2 separate regions of the Pan troglodytes genome follow, and region 1 is linked to region 2. Evidence: chromatin contacts called from public HiChIP or PLAC-seq data. All regions are on one chromosome and are shown on one strand. Each heading gives the region's core, a stretch centred on a gene start, on an enhancer-like site or on the middle of the called end of the contact. The rest is flanking DNA. Distances are from core to core; before and after follow the strand shown.

Region 1 (2,700 bases), core at 95-2,594, 70 kb after region 2:
AGGAGCTGGGTCTACAGGGGAAGCCCGTGGGTTCTTCCCACTCAGATCCTGTCTCCGACGATGGCTGCTGCTTCAGCTCAGAGAACAGCCAGGGTAAGGCCATGCCGCGGCAGCCCACCCCGCACCAGCCTCCTGATAAAGCCAGCACCACCCTCCCTGAACCTGTTTCCAGCCTGCGTCCTCCACCTGGCCACTCACACCTCACACCTTCTGCATCCTCTCCACGCCACTTCCAGGGAGCCCTCCTGGGTTGCTCTGGTTCTCACAGCTCTGTTGTCCCTGAAGGTTCCCCCCAGCCAAGCCCCAGATCGTCCCTCTGCGAATACCACTGCACAGCAGACGCCCGCTCCCCACCCCCGCCGGAGCAAGGGTGTCTGCAGCCTCGCTGCGTCCATGGTTTAGCCAGGGACCGCTTGCTAAAATGCAGCTTCTGGGGCCGATCGCCTCAGAAGTTCTGACTCCTCAGAACTGGGGGGGCCGGGACACCGGCACCGTTAGCGCCCCAAGCACACGTTGAGAAACCCAGTTACATGGTGGTCTCCAGCGTAAGGACCCGGGGCTTTTCTTGTGCCCGGACCAAGGCACGAGGTGCTGCTCCCCCAAACTTGTTGAATGGGACTCAGGGCCTCCCCTGGCCAGGCCCCAGAGGCCCGGAAGGTGGGGGCACCCACTCAGGGTGCCCAGGCCCATCATTTCTGGTGCTATTCAGACGCCCCCAGAGCAGGGGGACCCAGCCCTATGCCCCCAGGTCCCTCCCCGCCAGGCCGGGCCGTCAGCTCCAGCGATGGAGCAGGCTCCGGTGTGGACCCCAGATACCCTTTGCGTCTTCCAGCTCCGCACCCCCAGGCTGGACCAGACCCGGCTCGGGGGAGACAGGGCAGGAAGGCGCGGGCTGCAGGCTCTATTCGGACGTTCCCCACACCCCAGACCCAACCAGTGCCCCCTTCATCTCCTCCTGGAGAGGAGCGCATCCTCCCAGCGTCCCCACTGCCCCGGGGAGATGCCCACCCGGTTCCCCGCTCCTTGGCGCCCCAGGGGAGGGGCGGGGGGACCCCAGGGTGGGGAGTTCGCCCCCAAAGTTTCCAGGGGGAGCGTCGGGGGCCTGGCAAGGAGCGATGAGTCCGGGAGGGGTGCGCGGGGCAATTTCCCCCGGCTGAGGATGGGGTCGCGGGTTGGGGGCTTTGGGCGGCTGGGGCGCAGGGTGCAGGTGAGGGGTCCCCAGGCCTGCGGGCGCGCCCCACGCCGGGCCCCGGCGCGGCCACTCACCTGGGCGGCTCCGCCGCGGACACGGCGCGGGCTGCGGCGCGGGGGCCGCCCGGAGCCGACACGAGCAGCCGCAGCCGCCGCCGCCGCCGCCTCCCGGGCTCCGCCGTGCGCGCCGCTGCCGCGCGCAACCGCCCGCCGGTCTCCTTGGCGCGCCTGGCGGGGGCGCGCGGGGGATGCGCTGGGCCGCGTGCGCGGCGGCTGGGGCCGCAGGTGTGAGAGGCCACGTGGGCGCAGGTGCGGGGACACTGGGAGGGCGGGTGCAGAACCCCTCCGTGCGCATCCCGGGCGCTTCGTGTCCGAGGACCTCCTGTCCCCACGGCCTGGGTGAGCCTGCGGAGACGGCCGTGCACTAAACGCAGGGGCACCCCAAGTGCAGCAGGTTGTTCCGTGTGGAACCTTCTGGAAGCTACCATCGCCTCCTCTGCCCCCCGTCCCCCACCCCTAGTCCAGGCGGCCACCATCTGCACCTGGACATCTGCCACAGCCCAGCCCAGGCCCATTCCTTATGTGGCCCTCAGTGGAAGCCCCTCAGAGGAAGCTTAGCCACTGGGCTCCAGAACCTGCCATGATTCCCTATTGCCGTGAGGGTCCCGTCTACACCCCACCTAAGCTGGAATTTCTCTTTCTTTCGTCCTTTCTTTCTTTCTTTTTTTTTTTTTTTTTGAGATGGAGTCTTACTCTGTTGCCCAGGCTGGAGTACAGCGGTGCCATCTTGGCTCACTGCAACCTCCGCCTCCTGGGTTCAAGCGATTCTCCTGCCTCAGCCTCCCAAGTAGCTGGGATTACAGGCACCCGCCACCACGCCCGGCTAATTTTTGTATTTTTAGTAGAGACGGGTTTTCAGCATGTTGGCCAGGCTGGTCTCAAACTCCTGGACCTCAGGTGATCCACCCACCTCGGCCTCCCAAAGTGCTGGGATGACAGGTGTGAGCCACCGCCCGGCCGCCTGCACTGTTTGGTCTGCCGCACCACCTCCTTCCCCCTGGCCTGTCCTCACTCACTCTTTCCCGGGCTCCACCCCCTCAGCCTTCCTCAAACAGGCCAAGTCCCTCCAGTCCCAGGCCTTTGATCTTTGCTGTGCCCAGCTTGGACAGCCTTTCTCTCTGTCCCTCCATCGAGCAGCTTGGAGCCTCTCAGTTTGTCTAATGGGCTTGTTCCCCAATGTGCCTTCCGCCTAGCACACAGCAGCGCACACACCAAGTGCACTGCGAGTGCTCATGGAAAGTTTTTTACCTTTTTTTTTTTTGTCTTTTGGTTTTTTTTTTTTTTTTTCTTTTTTTGAAATGGAGTTTTGCTCTCGTCACCCATTCTGGAGTGCAGTGGTGCAATCTTGGCTCACTGCAACTTCCACCTTCCGGGTTCAGGCGATTCTCCTGTCTCAGTCTCCCAAGTAGCTGGGATTACAGGCGCCCACGACCATGCCTGGCTAATTTT
Region 2 (2,700 bases), core at 4-2,503:
CCATATAACAATGCTAGACCCACGCTACTCGCGGCAGCTGGGGAAACGCTTTGGGTGGGGCTGGCCCACCTGCCCTGTAAGTACAGCCTGGGCCCACAGGGAAGAAAGAGGAGAGTCTGGGAGGGACCCAAGCTTAAGTGGACTCGGCAGGTGGGAAGGGTGGTGCCCGCCAGGAGAACTTGACCTTGAGCTGCCCGTGGACAATGCGCTCTTGTGTTTGAGGAGGGTGGCGCCAGGCTGGGGACACAGAGGAGACCTTGGGCGCCCGGGGAGGGGAAAGTGCGGCGCTGCGGGTGCCCCGGGCTGCGGGAGGCGCCGCTGGCTTCCCTAGCCCCACTCACTGATGGAGAAGGTGCCGGGCTCTTCCCGGATGACTCTGCAGCGCTCCAGCAGCAGGGCTCCGACGGGCTGGAGGAGACACGGGCGCCGGGACGGGGCAGTGAGCACCCGGCCTCCGAGGGGCCCAGCCTGCGACCCGCCCGCGCGCCCGGGACGCCCCTACCTCGGCCTCGTCTGTCCGAAAGTAGAAGAGGAAATTCACCACCAGCTTCACCAGCCGCCGCTTCAGCACTGCGGGCACAGCGCGCACTCAGGGGCGCAGGCAGCCCCCGCCCGGACCCCGGCCTCCCGTCCCCGGCGCCCCGACCCGGACTCCGGCCTCCGGCACCCCCGCCCAGACCCCGGCCCCGGCCTCCCGCCCCTGGCACTGTCTCGGTCTCCCGGGTCCCGCTCACCGCTGCCCTTCTTGGGGCCCCTCATGCCCAGCTCGGCCGCCATCTCGGCCGGCTGCCGGGACAGCGCCTGCAGCTCCTTCTCGTTGTACCGCATGGCTCCGCGGGGAACGGGAACCCAGGCCGCGCCCTCCCGGCCGCCGTCCCCGCTCTCGCTAGGGCCGGCGCCAAAAATGTCTCAGGGCGCAGACACGGAAGCACCCCCAGGGCTAGTGCGCCTGCGCACCTTGGGCCAGCCATGCCGCCCGTCTCCGCTGCGTGGCGCTGGCGACCCGTGGCTGCTGGCGTGGGCGGGGTACCGGTTGGTAGGAGAGACGGACCGTTGTTACATAACCATTAAACTGAAATAAACCGGACCAAGGTGGAACAGAATCAAGGCACCCCAGCGATGGCTGGCACCCCTTTCTAGAGCGGCCAGGCGCAGGCGGAGGGAGCGATAACGTCTCCCGGAGAGTGTCTGCCGCTCCCTCGCGAAAGTTGGCCCTGCGCGGCCGCAGCGGACCGAGCGTTCGTTGAGAGCGTTGTGCGCACGCGCAGTTTGCCTTCCAGGCCGCGCTTTCAGCCTCGCCCCCTCCAGCCTTTTCCTTCGCGCCTCGGGACCCTCTGACTCACGCCGCTGGGCGGGCCAGGCATGCGCACACCAGAGGGCCCGTCTCATTTGCCCCGGAAGTGCTTTCTTTGCCCGCCGTTCGCCGAACGAAGTCGTGGAGGTGGCGAAACGAGGAGGAGATAACGAGGCCGTGGGCTCTGGTGAGGAGTAGAGGCGGTTGAGGGCGGCGGCCGACGCGGACCGGGGGTTCCCTGGGGGACAGCGGACGTAGGAGAGAGGCGCTTGCGACAGGCCGCTGGCCGAGGGGGGGGCGGCGGCGTCGCTCCCCTCCCTCCTCCCTTGAGCGTCCGGCCTTGTGCATCCTGAGGCCCCGCGCTGGGCGGGCCTGGAGGGTCGGGCCCGCTAGGAACTCTATTTCCAAACTCCTGTTGGGAGGCCGCGCGCGGGGCCTCACGCCTGTAATCTCACTGCTCAGGGAGGCCTTGGCGGGAGGATCGCTTGAGGCCAGGAGTTCGAGACCAGCCTGGACAACACACCGAGACCCTCATCTCTACAAAAAATTTTTAAAAATTAGCCAGGAGTGGTGGTTGTGCCTGTAGGCCCAGCTACTCGAGAGGATCGCTTGAGCTCGGAATGTCGAGGCTGCAGTGAGCCATGATCCCACCTCTGCACTCCAGCCTGGGCAACATAGCGAGACCCCATCACTGCAAAAAAAAAAAAAAAAAAAAAATTAGCCGGGCGTGGTTGGTGACGCGCGCCTGTAGTCCCAGCTACTCTGGAGGCTGAAGCGGGAAGATCGCTTGAGTCCAGGAGGTCGAGGCTGCAGTGAGTTGTGATTGCGCCGTTGCACTCCAGCCTGGACAACAGAGCAAGACCCTGTTTCACAAAATAAAAAAGAAACAACCAAGATTCGTTGGGGTCGAATCGGGATCGCGGCTGAAATGGTTTCGGCCGCCTTCCTTGTAGCGGAGAACGCTTCTGCATGCTCATCTATACCTGTTAGTTGACTGGGGCTCTGTGATTTAACTCCTGTGAGCCTCAGTTCCCTTAAAACGGGAGTGACGGCTTCAACATCATGCCAAAGGCGACCAGAACACGTTAGCTAGCCCCATTTTGCAGGTGCACCCCGCTATGACCGTTGTTCTTGTGTATCCTTGGACAACACCAAACAGCCAGGCGGAGCTCTGGAAAATAGGTTGTTTGCTAGGTTAAGGAGAGAACGGTGTTGCCACAAAAAACTAATTCCTTCTCAATGGTCTAGTCCCAGGTCCCAGAGGCCACTTTTCCTCAATTCTTAAGCTCATTTCCCCTGGTCGTCATCGGTTTTTTGTTTGTTTTGAGACAGGGTCTTGCTCTGTCACCCAGGCTGGAGTGAGTGCAGTGGTGCAATCACAGCTTACTGCAGCCTCAAACTTCCAT

What was found. HiChIP or PLAC-seq counts read pairs in DNA pulled down with a chosen protein or histone mark.
Region 1: a contact with region 2 is called in an H3K4me3 HiChIP or PLAC-seq map of stem cell-derived excitatory neurons, with 2.1 times the contacts expected there. The contact joins the promoter of LINGO3 here to the promoter of SF3A2 in region 2. A contact is called at or near these places in 1 of 7 Hi-C or Micro-C datasets (stem cell-derived neural progenitor cells) and 1 of 1 datasets of contacts at active chromatin or transcription factors (stem cell-derived excitatory neurons).

Annotation. Positions count from the first base shown.
Region 1 is chr20:4,610,223-4,612,922 of NHGRI_mPanTro3-v2.0_pri, forward strand. It overlaps LINGO3 (leucine rich repeat and Ig domain containing 3), which reads right to left and starts at 1,345. Exons shown (of 2, transcript XM_016934645.4): 1 at 1,267-1,345.
Region 2 is chr20:4,540,319-4,543,018 of NHGRI_mPanTro3-v2.0_pri, forward strand. It overlaps SF3A2 (splicing factor 3a subunit 2), which reads left to right and starts at 1,254. Exons shown (of 9, transcript XM_001150681.5): 1 at 1,254-1,481. It overlaps PLEKHJ1 (pleckstrin homology domain containing J1), which reads right to left and starts at 932. Exons shown (of 6, transcript XM_009434317.4): 1 at 735-932; 2 at 503-570; 3 at 342-408. The coding sequence starts at 828.